Regions from separate parts of the Neogale vison genome. Here regions 1 and 3 are each linked to region 2. Evidence: chromatin contacts called from public Hi-C data. All regions are on one chromosome and are shown on one strand. The core of a region is the stretch at or near the end of the contact, and the rest is flanking DNA. Distances in the headings are between cores, read along the strand shown.

Evidence for each region. Hi-C and Micro-C count contacts between places; a contact is called where the count stands out from the background.
Region 1: a contact with region 2 is called in a Hi-C map of fibroblasts, with 8 times the contacts expected there. The contact joins two enhancer-like sites. A contact is called at or near these places in 2 of 3 Hi-C or Micro-C datasets (fibroblasts and muscle).
Region 3: a Hi-C map of muscle shows a contact between it and region 2, with 5 times the contacts expected there. The contact joins two enhancer-like sites. A contact is called at or near these places in 2 of 3 Hi-C or Micro-C datasets (fibroblasts and muscle).

Annotation. Positions count from the first base shown.
Region 1 is chr13:32,621,615-32,625,621 of ASM_NN_V1, forward strand. No RefSeq gene overlaps it. Among named protein-coding and RNA genes, the nearest start is that of ZFP36L1, 100 kb to the left of the region's middle. Within about 2 kb of position 2,112, the one cell type or tissue checked has open chromatin away from gene starts, as enhancers often do. A contact at or near this core is called in fibroblasts, where this site is marked.
Region 2 is chr13:33,017,063-33,021,668 of ASM_NN_V1, forward strand. All of the region lies in intron 7 of RAD51B (DNA repair protein RAD51 homolog 2), which reads right to left. Among named protein-coding and RNA genes, the nearest start is that of RAD51B, 380 kb to the right of the region's middle. Within about 2 kb of position 2,594, the one cell type or tissue checked has open chromatin away from gene starts, as enhancers often do. A contact at or near this core is called in fibroblasts, where this site is marked.
Region 3 is chr13:33,303,719-33,308,290 of ASM_NN_V1, forward strand. The region is part of intron 7 of RAD51B (DNA repair protein RAD51 homolog 2); the gene reads right to left. Among named protein-coding and RNA genes, the nearest start is that of RAD51B, 93 kb to the right of the region's middle. Within about 2 kb of position 2,248, the one cell type or tissue checked has open chromatin away from gene starts, as enhancers often do. A contact at or near this core is called in fibroblasts, where this site is marked.

The sequences.
Region 1 (4,007 bases), core at 862-3,361, 400 kb before region 2:
GCCAACCACGCAATTTCCTGAAAGAAGCTGAGAATTCAAGAGACTGTGGGTCTCCCTCCCTGGGTAGCTCCTGCTCTCAGAGGCCTGGGGCTGCAGCCCTTCCATGGGAGCCCGGTGGGGTGGCTTGCCTGTGGTGGCCTCCGGGGCCCTGGTCTGGGCCTTTCATTAGAAACATCTGCTCTTCATGGCCCTCTGTGTCACAGAGCGGGCTGAGGGCTCCATGCAATTTTCAGGCAGGGGGTGGGGCTCTGGGGATATGCACCTTCCACCATCCCATTCCAGAAGGGAGGAAAGGCTGAGTATGGGGACACAAGGCCCTGAGGTCACTTGGTGCCGCTGAGGTGACCCTGAGTCCTGGATTTCAGGATGGTTTCCACTGCTCTCCCCCCAGGTGACAAGTCTGTGTCTTGGTCTGATGGGTCAGGCAGAAGGCTCCGATCTGAAGCTGGGACAAGCCTTCGGGTAACTCTACAGTGGGATTCCCTAGCACTTCTGGAGCCTAGCACCCGCAGCCGATGGCCAGTCCTGCCTCCTCCAAGGGGCCACCGGCCCTGGGCTGTGGGTGGGGACACGCAGGAGACTGCTTGGTTGCTGCCTTCCCAGCCCTGCTCCGCCTGCTCTGTTTTCTCTTGCGTGTTGTTTTGGCGCCGGGAGGTAGGCGGTTGGTGGAGGATGGGAGCGGAAAAATTAAGAACCTGACCCTTTAGAGCTTGGTGCCCCCCATTTCAGACAGGCCAGGATGGACAACAGCTGACAGGCTCTTGTCACCCTCTTTCCCCGTCTTGACCTTGAATTCTGGGGAACACATTCATAGTGCAGCTGGACGGACCATTGCCCCACGCAGATCCTGCCTCAGTGGGCTGGGCGGGGGGTTTGCCTGCAGAGATGCTCAGGGTGAGTTTAGCAGCCAGTGACAGAGGCCTTTTTGGAGCCCTCAACCCAACTCAACCCAGTCCCTCCCTCATCAAGGGGAATGGAGAACCCATGTCCATTTGGAGGAATCTCACCTCCCAATCAGGCACCAGCCCACCTTGGGCCATGCAGGGCCTCCGAGGGTGGCCAGGATCTCCCAAAGCCTTTCCCTGTGTTAGAACAACATGCTTACAATTGCAGATCTAGGCTAGGTCTCAGACAAGGAGTCAACGAAATAAATCACAGAAATGACTCACTTTAAGCTCTTTGAACTCAGGGCAAGCTGAAAGCCCCTGGAAGGCAGGAGCAAAGCGGGGATTTTTCTCTCTGCCACTCCCTACCCCGAGAGATAGGAGGGAGGAGGGGCGAAGGACCAGGCCCAGCTCCCAGGGAGCTTCTGCCCACCTCCAAGTTCCTGTCCTGCCCTTGCGGTGGCCAAGAGGAGGGAGTCTTCCCTGTACTGCTTTGTCATGCCTCTCTCTGTAGTAATCACCTTTAGTCTCCGGATTAAAAGAAATGAAATGACTGGAGCATTTCAGCAGGACTGAAGCAGCAGGAGCCGGAATACCCGAGCTAGCAAGCTTCCATGGTCTTCTAGAAGCCCAGGGCGGAGGCACTATGTTGTTCTTGCCTCCTTCCCAGCTGCAGGGAAGGAGGGGCTTGGGAAAGGGGGTGGGGGTGGGGAGTCGGGCTCACGAAATGCCTGCCTGGAAGCAGAGCCAAGGGGGATTAAGAAATCCGGGCAGGCCAACTGGAGATACAGTCCACTGAAGACCCCACAGACAAAGGGAAAGATGAGGGAAAAAGAGGGGGTAGGTGGGTCCGAAGAGAGGAGGGCAGGCGGGAAAAGGCTGACCACAGGGGCTGGGGGAAATGTCAGAACGATTCCCTGGTCAAAGGCCAAATTTGTGTTGTCTGAGGTGTTGCTGGGAGAAAGATCTGTGGTGGCAGCGGTGATGGTGGGTGGATGAGTGTGCCTGCCTTTGTGTGTGCAGGAGGCAGGAGCCTGTGTACACACACACACACACACACACACACACAGCTATTGGGTAGGCCTGTGCCAGAAACTGCTGCATTCCACCTAACCCCAAAGTCAGCCCCCTTTCCAAAATGCTTTCTCATTATTCGCAGGCACATTTTTCTCCACCACACTCGGCTCTTGTTTCTGTATTTCTACATGCCCGCTGCCGTGGATACCCTTCCCTGCTCTGTACGGCCACTGTGAAAACACCTGCATTTTATTAATGCAGCCTGGAGCCGGGCTGGGCCGGGCCCCTCCGCGCTCGGCCCCTGCTCTCCTTCTCCACCATGCTCAACGAAGCGCGGCACCCGCATTAACCCTGTGTGGCTGGGTCTCTGTCCCGGAGCCCTGGGTCCCCTGAGGGGTGCAGACCCTGCCAAGGAGCTGGAGATGCCCTACCTCGACGAGGCAGGAGCTCCGGGGACCTGCCCTGGCTCTACGCTTTCCTTGCCCTGGATTTTTGATCCTTTTCTCTTATCCCTGCTCCTCAGTTTCTCTCTCCAGAATGGGAGAACACCATTTTGTCTTGAAAGGAATCCTGGCAAACTTCTAAGACAAACTCCTTAAGGAGCCTGGCCCTTTAAGTATCTACTCCGTCCTCTTGCCTCCAGGAGCCATTGGGACGAAATCATTACAGAAAAATAACTGCTTTCCTCTTTAAAATATTTTAAATAAGGAAAGCATAAAGAGGAAAAACACCCCATAATCCTATCACCCTGAGAGTCGTGTTAACATTTCTTTTAATGCAATATGTGCATATGACTTTAAAAAAAAAAAAGCAGGGATGGTATCACATGAAACTTCAGTTTTTCTTCCCTCAAACCGCAGTTGTTCCTCCCGAAGGTAATAATTCTTAACAGTTTGTGTATCCTTCCAGGGAAAGAATTTGGGTATACACTGACATCTTTTTTTTTTTTTTTTTAAGTTAAAAGTAAGTCTGGAATTCTTGCAGTATCAGCACAGGGAGACCCCCTTCGGTCTTTTTAATGGTTGCATATTAATTTGTGGTATGGCTGAACCACGGTTTATTTAACCAGCTCCTCATAATGGGCTCGGGGCTGCTTCCAGGTTAGAATCTTACAAACATTGCCGTAGCGAGGGTCTTTGGATGTCTTCCTTGGGGGGACATGTACGAAGATATCTGCCAGGAAATTCTGAGGAGTGAAGTTGCTGGATCAAAGTACATGTTCATTTAGCATTTGTCTACTGTTTTTTTAATTTTTAAAAATCTTTTATTTTTTTAAAAGATTTTATTTATTTTTTTGACAGAGAGAGAGGTCACAAGTAGGCAGACAGAGATAGAGAGGGGAAGCAAGCTCCCTGCTGAGCAGAGAGCCCGATGTGGGCCTCAATCCCAGGACCCTGAGATCATGACCTGAGCTGAAGGCAGAGGCTTAACCCACTGAGCCACTCAGGCACCCTTATCTACTATTTTAAAAAAAGAGTTGTGTTTTCCCCCTTATCCTTCTCCATTTTTTTCTGTCAGCCAAACTCCTAGCCACCTATCAGAATCCAGCTCAAATTTCATCTCCTCTGTGAAGCCTTCCCAGATTGATCCAGGAGCCTGCTGGCTTCCCTTCCATGCTTCCTTAGCCCTCTTACTTAAAACTTAGGGTAGCTCATGTTTTTTTTTTTAAGATTTTTTATTTATTTGACAGAAAGAGAAGTCACAAGTAGGCAGAGAGGCAGGCAGAGAGAGAGGGGGGGTAAGCAGGCTCCCTGCTGGGCAGAGAGCCTGTAGTGGGGCTCCATTCTAGGACCTGGAGACCATGAACTGAGCTGAAGGCAGAGGCTCAACCGACTGAGCCTCCCAGATGCCCCCAATTTATTAAAGTGTCTGTTCTCCATACAGGATTGCAATATGAGCACATTGACATCTCTTTTGAGGCACAACGCTTTTGTCCTTTTTAAAAAGATCTTATTTATTTGAGATAGAGAGAGACAGGGCACAAACAGGGTAGGGGTGGGGAGCAGCAGAGAGAGAGGGAAAAGCAGGCTCTCCACTTAGCTGAGAGCCCAATGTGGGGCTCTAGCCCAGGACCCTGGGGTCGTGATCTGAGCTGAAGGTAGACAC
Region 2 (4,606 bases), core at 1,344-3,843:
CCACAGACCTGTGCTCATCCTCCGGTCTATACTTCATTGTACTTGGAATCATATGAAAACAGAGCCATTTATAACCATATTGTCAAATAACAACTGGCATTCTTGACCTTGTCCAATTCTCCAGTCCCTCAAAAAAGGCAAGTGCCTTCTTACTAAATCACAGGTGATGAACCTAGCAAAGGCCTTTTAAGAATTCTATCTGTGCTCTGCGTTTTGAAACCATCCTCCTTTTCTTTGCATTTTGTTCAGTGTTTTCAAACGAGAAAGCAAGCAGACAGGCTGGATGGAAGAAAGATTGAGTGAGGAAAGACCAACATCCACAACTTCCTAAAATCCTCCAGCTTCCTCTAAATGTGATTTCCAACGCTGAAAAATTCATTCACATGCATCTAAAAGTAACATTTAGGGGCGCCTGCGTACCTCAACTGCTTAAGCAGCTGCCTTTGGCTTTCATCATGATCTCAGCCAGAGTCATGGTCCCCTGATGTGAGCCTGATGTGGGGCTCAATCCCAGGACCCTGAGATCATGACCTGACCTGAAGGCAAATGCTCAACTGACTGAGCCACCCGGGCACACCTTATTACTTTTTTTAAAGGAGTTTTTCTTTTTTCTTGACCCTATCACCCATTTCTCTTCCCTTCTCACCGCCACACCCCCAAACTCTGGCAATCACTAAATTTGTTCTCTGGCTCTAGGAGTTTGTTGTGTTTATCACTGTTGTTGTTTAATTCCACATATAAGAGAGATCATATGGTATTTGTCTTTGTCTGTTTTATTTCACTTAGCATAATGCCATCAAGGTCCACCCATGTTGTTGCAAACAGCAAGATTTCATTCTTTTTTATGAATCAGTAATATTCCATCACATGAATATAACATATCTTCTTCATCTGTTTACCCATAGGTGGAGACTTGGGTTATTTCCATGTCTTGCCAATTGCAAATAATGCTGCAGTGAACATGGGGGCGCAGGTGTCTCTTTGAGACCGTGATTTCATTTCCTCTGGATAAATATCCAGAAGTGGATTTGCTAGATCATGCAGTAGTTCTATTTTTAATTTTTTTGAGGAACCACTATACTGTTTTCCATAGTGGCAATTTACTCTTTCTACACAGCAATTTACTTTTTCAAAAACATGAAGTATAAAAGAAACAAAAGACACAGACTCTACTTCTACAGTGCTTATAATTAAGTTAGGAGGCCAAAAATCATCACAGAAAACATGTTAAAATCTTACTATATCTATAGATATAAAATTTAGGGTTTTATAGTATCTATAATGGGAATCTTTCCCAAAAAATTACCAATCCCATAACCTTAACAAATGTTTTCATTTATCCATATTCCCCTCTCATCTTGATTCATATATACACAACTGTATAATTTTGTATTCTGCTTTTATTGCTTACCATTCTACAAAAATTCTTATCAATGCATAATCTTTAAAAATCATTTAATTTGAAATTATTATCAATAAATGCACAGTGTATTAAGTGTGTATACTATAGTTGAACTAGACATTATTCCATTGTTAGACACTGGGACATCTTTCCTTTTGTACTGAATGTTGCAATTAGTTGGACTGGTGCATTGATCATTTTGTAATTTTTTTTTTCAGTTTCAGATTTTCTTGCTTTCCCTTAGATCCTATATCCCTAGCAATAAAACGTTACATATGAACTTCGTTCTTAGAAATATCAATTACTTTTAATCTCTTTAATATATCTTACGTGAATAGAACCAGATTTTATGCTGATAACTTTAGTACTTAATGGAACTCTATTAGGCTGCTTCCTGTGCCAAAGTTTATCTTTTTGTACAAACTGTCAGATCTGTAGAAGTGTAGTGGCAAGAGAGGCTGGTGAAGGATTAAGACAGTAGGTGGTGGGATTTGACCCAGGCCTTGGAAACACACCAGGATGGTGAACTGACTGCAGAGAAAAAGGACGCTAAAGAGAAGGAAAAGGGCTTGGGAGGAAAATCAAGTCATTATAACCAAAGTAAAATGACTGAGCAGTGTGCTTTCCAGGCCCATTTCCCTGAGAACAGAAGAGGTATCGCTGGGGAACAGCTGTGACCAGGAGGAGAAGGGATACACTATGGAGAGGACTGAGAGCCAGACACAAGCACTGAGACCTTCCCAACTAAAAGTAATCCAGAGTCACAGTCATCAAATCAGATGAAACATTTAGTGGACTACGTGATACATCAAAAAGGGGACTTCAGGTACCCAAATCTTTCTGGCACAATGAAGAGACACCTCTTATCCTCTCCACAGAGAACACTTTGCAGCATCAAATGTTGAGGGGCGTGTCAGAAATGGCCAGGGAAATGGCCACCAACATTGGCCAGGATGGATTACAAAGGTGGTGTAACTTCAGTTATGAGGGCTATACATCCAGAAACCAGTCCACAAATTCCATGCCAAAATAGGGTAAATCTAGAGGCATTTGTCAAATTCAGTGGGTCATCTGACCCAGTCTAGTCAGAGGGAAGGTGCAGCACATATATAGCTTGACCACAGTATAATGTCCTGGATCCAGATGAACTTTCTTTGCACAGTATTTATTATTCTAATAAACTAAATGGAATGTTTAGAGATGACTGGAGCAATCTGATTGGCACACTTACAGGGCATTAATTCTTCCAAGGTGACTGGTGCATAAAAAGTGAAACTATAGCACTCATATAAACAATCCACCTGCCTCATTTCCCTCCCCCAGGCACCTCTAATTTTCAGCTTATGTTAGCTGTAAGACGAGCTAATGTTTTTAGTGTAGAGAAATGGCATTATTCCAGACATAGAACTTACTTTAAGAAAAAGAGGACAAATTGTATAGCCATACAGACTGTATCAATAGGTATCCATGACCAGGGACTACGATGAATTGCTACTACATTTCAGCAGAGAGGTGAGACCATGGCACGAGCATTTCAGAAACTAAATCCTGACTTATTCAGGCATCAGATGTTCCACTTTAGGTGGAAAAACTATGTGATAACTTTTGCCCGTAAATATGTGTACTTTTGAACTCATCTCAATGAAATGACCACAACTCAACAATACAGTTGAATGGTCTCACTCTTTTAGGTCCTTCCCTGTGGGTACTGTGAAAAAGAAGAGTGAATGATTGTCTTATGGGGCAAGCAGTTTATAAAAGGAGCTGGACAAGTCAGATATGAAAGCAGGCTTTGAAACTATGGGGCCAGACAAGCCCCATAGAGAGGTACACATCCTCTTTCCTGGGTCTAGACAAGCAATGAGGTAGGTGCCCTCTAAGGTCAATGCTTTCTTTTCTTTTTCTTTTTCCTTTTTTTTTTTTTTTTTAACCTAAGGTCAATTCTTAATTATCTCCAGTTAACTGTCTTACACTTATCTTTACTGTTATTCTCCACCTCTCACTGATATTATTAATATTATTAACCCTTTCTATCAACCTTTTTGTTTACCTCCATTTCTAAGTTTATTCTTAGACTCCAAAGAGGAAATATTTTTGGAAAATAGTTTGAAACACAAACCTTGAGATATTAATGTTTTCAGAGTGGACAGCGAGAGAGGAAAAGGAAAAGAAAGAAAAGAAACAAGAGCACTGTGAAAGAGGAAGAGGACGAGAAAGAAACGAGGAAGAGAGAGTGGGAAGAGAGGTACTCAGTGGAAAAGGGGGAGTATTTCTTAAGGAATCTCCACACTGTTTTCCAAAGTGGCTGCACCAACTTGCATTCCCACCAACAGTGTAAGAGGGTTCCCCTTTCTCTATATCCTCTCCAACACTTGTTGTTTCCTGTCTTGTTAATTTTGGCCATTCTACCTGGTGTAAGGTGGTATCTCAGTGTGGTTTTGATTTGAATCTCCCTGATGGCTAATGATGACAAACATTTTTTCATGGGTCTGTTAGCCATTTGTATGTCTTCTTCGGAGAAGTGTCTTCATGTCTTCTGCCCATTTTTTGATGTTGATTATCTGTTTTGTGTGTGTTGAGTTTGAGGAGCTCTTTATAGATCTTGGATATCAGCCCTTCGTCTGTACTGTCATTTGCAAGTATCTTCTCCCATTCCATGGGTTGCCTCTTTATTTTGTTGACTGTTTCCTTTGCTGTGCAGAAGCTTTTGATCTTGAAGAAGTCCCAAAAACTCAATTTCGCTTTTGTTTCCTTTGTCTTTGGAGACATATCTTGAAAGAAGTTGCTGTGGCCTATGTCGAAGAGGTTACTGCCTATGTTCTCCACCAGGATTCTGATGGATTCCTGCCTCACGTAGAGGTCTTTTATCCATTTTGAGTTTATCTTTGTGTATGGTGTAAGAGAATGGTCAAATTTCATTCTTCTACACATAGCTGTTCAATTTTCCCAGCACCATTTACTGAAGAGACTGTCTTTTTTCCACTGTATATTTTTTCCTGCTTTGTCAAAGATTAGTTGACCATATAGTTGAGGGTCCACATCTGGGCTCTCTACTCTGTTCCACTGGTCTATGTATCTGTTTTTGTGCCAGTACCATGCTGTCTTGGTGATCACAGCTTTGTAGTAAAGCTTAAAATCAGGCAACGTGATGCCCCCAGTTTTGTTTTCCTTTTTCAACATTTCCTTAGCAATTCAGGGTCTCTT
Region 3 (4,572 bases), core at 998-3,497, 290 kb after region 2:
GTATACATATACCAAATTGTTACATTCCACATCTTAAATTCATATAACTCTGTCAATTATACCTCCATAAACCTGGGGGGAGAAACAAAGCAGTGCATCTAAAGATTAAAAAAAAAGATTATTCAAATACTATTACACAAATATTTTTTGCAATTTCTCATCGGTAATTTACTTCAGAAATTGCTGAAGTAATATAAAGAAATCAGTTTTTGTACTTTATAATTAAAAGTTACTTCATCTGATCACTCCCCTTATTCATCACACTGGATTCTAAATGACAACTGGCTATATCAAAAATCAAAAATAATCCCCAAAATGAAGACGTGCTACCACAGAAAACAGTTAGAAGAATGTACTAGAAGCTTCTCCCCACAAAAAGAAAGAAGCATGCAGAAAATGAGTATATAATCTTCTGTGACCATTTTAAGGGAAACAGCTTGTCATTAAAAAAAGAAAAAGAAACTCAGACATTATATTTTTATATCACTACACTTTAAAATTACAACTACTGCTATGGAGGTTTTTATTTTTTTACATATCAAAGTGTCTTTTGTCCTAAGTCTTCCTTTCACAAGAGGAATCAAACCAAATCCTTTATTGGGATTTCATAGTCTTCCTCTTAGAAAACTTGGCAGGCCTTGGGACTTCAGTATATTGGTATTACTCCTGCTACTTCACGTAAACCTTCACTTCAAGTTTGGTGTGTCTGACAGCACATTGCCCAATTCTTCCACTATTCCAAATACTCTGAAGAAGTTTCCCAGAAATCCCTGTTTGGATCAGCAAAAGCAATTTGGTGTCATCAGCAGATTTCACCATTTCCTTCTGGAGTCATTAAAACATTAAACAAGCATGATCTTGATATCAACCCTTGGAGTTCCTACTATTAACCTCTCTCCAGCTGAAGTCAAGCCATTCTTTGCTATGTTGTGATTCCCATCATAAAACCAGAATGTGTTTATTTGCTAAAAGTTTAAACTTTGATGGATTTTTTTTTAACTAAAAGTTGCAAAATGCATTACGAAAGTAAAGAGAAAAAAATTCCCAAAGGAAAGGCCAAATAACCCAGCAATAAGAAATAGTCCCTACTTGAGTTGTCTTATCCCAGTGCTCAAACCACCTCATATTCAACTGATTCTAAAACCTCAACAGACTGTTGACCTTTGCCCTCCAATTATTTACTTCTTTTATAATTGTATGAGAAACCTTATTAAGCACATTTAAAAATTCTATATGAATTATAACCGGCAAGTTCTAACCACTTTATTAGCTACCCCTCCTCTTTATTACATTTGAAGGGGAAAAAGCAAACAGTCCTTACTCAGAAAGTGAAAAAGCAAATAGATTTCTCCTCAAACTGGTCTGTACTCTGAACAAGAGAAATCACTCTTTCTTTTATTCAAGTGCAAATCTGTTTGAAGCTTTCAGTCTGCTTTCCCAGCCTGCTCTCTGCAGCTGCATAAAAGATGAGACGTGGGAATGAAAGAAAACTAGATTGGGGCCAAAAAGCAATACTGTCCATATGCAAACTCACTCAAATGCTCCCATACATCCCTTCCCACATTTTCCAGCCTAGCAGACCCCCAGCCAAAAGGAGGAGGTGCTGTGCTAGCCCATGTCCAATCGTGTTTAAAACAACAACTTCTTATATGTAATTAGGAGAAAGATAAGGTTACTAGACACCCTCCCCCTACCCTCCCCGGTCCTCACAAGGGCTGAGGTGGTCTCGGACTAACCTTTTAGTTCTAAGTTAGATGGAATGAGGCAGTCAGGGAGCCAATGGAAAAGACTCTCACAGATCTCTTAAGCTGCTTGTGGAGCAAGAGACTGGCAGAGTCACGGCAACAAGAGCAGGATTGATTCTACCTATCTTACCCATGCAAAACCAAGGCACAATCTTCCCTCCAGAAAGCCAGATCTGCTGTAGACTTTCAGAAAGTCTGGCAGCCCTTTAGCCTACATACAAAGGTGTTAGCTAACCTTGTAATTCCAGCAATCTACTCAAGCCAAACAGTGAACCACACAATTGAGAAAGTTCACGATCAAAATCAAACTCTGCTGGGATCAGAAGAGTATTCTCAAGGGTTTTTACTCAGATGTCATTATAACTCTACGTTATTTTTAATACTGTTCTTTGGATTTTGCCCCACACAGAATTCCCAAGTTACAGGAGGACCAGAACAATGTCCAGATGTATAAAAAGCAAAAATACTTCCCTCCTACTTGTGGATTCCAAGATAAACACCACAAGAAGCACGTGTGACTAAACTCAGAGCTCATTCCAAATTAAATAGTGCATCATGTGCACAGTGTAGGGCTTAAAAAACAAAACTGCACAAATATTCTACACGGTTCATAAGCCAGACTTGGGTGACCACATGACCATGTTACAAGAAGGAAACATGAATTGGAGAGTAGGGGTAAAGGGTGAGAAAAGTCTTAGTCATGACCTTTCCCAGAAAATTGGTGCTATTTTCAGAGAACATTTGTATAATATGGGACATAGATGAAAGACGAAATAGTATTTTTCTTTGTTTTTTTTTTCTTACTGATGACCCTCAATTCTAAAACCACCCAGCAAATAGAAAACCCTACAAAAATTTCAAAATCCCTAGCTAAGCCATGCACAAACATCATTAAACACACACACACACAGGTAATGAATACTTCAATGTCTGGCTGGCCAGCCCAGACCAAATCCTTTTGACCTATAAAACAGGTTCTAGACAGAGTACATGGAACTTGAGGGGGGGCAGGGAAATAGGACATTCAGGTCATGGGAAAAGACTTCTATATTATTTTTATCGTGTTTCAAAAACTGAAGTATAAAACGGATAGAAGGATGGATAGATGAATAGACAGTAGATAGAGCAGTAGTTTGGTTGAGTTTGATTTTTCTCCCATAACTTATCCTAAGTAAAGCTTTTAATAAATTAAGACTTGGAAATGTTTGCTTAAATATCTTGATTTTTTAAAAATTACATAATACTATAGATACAAAAGAATATATATACTATGTAAGTTATGATGCATAATGAAAAAATATATACCTATGAACCCATCACCCAGTTTATGAATTAGAATATTCCTAGTCCCAATCAAATTACACATGGGCCCTTCCTGAATTCCCATCTTCCTGCTTCCCTTGAATTGGTCATCACTATCCTGAATTCTGCAATTATTTTATTCTTGAGTTTTATAAAAATAGTTTTTACTGCAGCTTATATAGTTTTCAAATGTATTTAGTAATCCACCCTCCCCTTGTGTATGCTTCCATAATGGGGAGAAAAAAAGAGTAAAGTCCTTACCTCAATGAATGAAAAAAGGATCTGTCTATATATCTTCCTCCATATGAAAGTACCTCAAGATCAGGAATTATGTCTTATTTACTCTAACTTCACAGTACCTAGCAGAGTAATAGGTATAGAATCTGTCAAATAATTATTTTTCAACTACTCTTTCAAATTAGAGCCCGAATGTCTTAATGTTTCACTGTCAGAGCTGGTCAACAATGAATACTGCTCTGTGGATTATTATCTTTCTTTAGTGATAGACTTCCTGTCCCCGGCCCTAGGGACCAAGGTTATCAATTATCTCCCTAGACTACAAATCAATATAACAGTCACTACCTCACCTCACCACAATCTAAATACACATCTTAGATGGCACTGAAATTGTCAAATGCTTGACAAGCACTTGACAGAGTGCTGATTCCTTCATCTGGAAAAACACATTATCACATGGAAGTTTAATTCACTAGTATTTGAGCTATACTTAACCATAGATACCAATCAGACACGGAGGCATCAGTTGTTGTCTACTGAAGGACAACATCATCTACAAAGCAAATTACACACAAAATGAATGAGATTCTCCTGCTATTTGATAGCAAAGAGTTTCACAACCATATTAAAATATCTTTACATTATGTACTGAACACAAGTCTCTCTCAGGGGCAGTGTTCTAAAGGATAAGCCTACACCCTCAATTATGTCACCATTATGCAATATACTCAGGATTACAAATTTGTCCTTCAGCCTGGAAGAGCAAACAGTTAATGCGGCTTCAGATTCAGACTACGTTGTGAGACCTCCCCAAACATATTAGTGTTAGAAAATTTCTCTGACTCATCCTTCTGATCAAAGCACAAGATTAAGATTAAAATTAAGAAGATCCAAAAGATCTTTCTGGGTGTGGAGAGGAGTCAGGAGAGAATGTTCTTGAAGAACTTCAAGCCAGTCATAAGACACCAATCTAAAAGATCTTTCTTAAGAGACAATTGCAGTGTTACTCCAAAAGGTACTTTGGTAGTACCAAGCTGAAGATGTGATAAGGGGACTAAGAATGCTCTTGAATGGACTACTTGGAGAGACTGATCAAAAATATGGGCAAGTGACAGCAGCCATCTCAGTGTGCCATTCCATATTCATCAGAGCAGTCTATCTGCTCAGTTACTATGGGGCAACCTCTCCACTCAGACTGTGACAAAGACACACTCCATTTTCTCTACCTATCTCCCACTCCCCTCCATCTAAATATGAGTTTTATAGTGAAAAGGTTACTCTCACTATA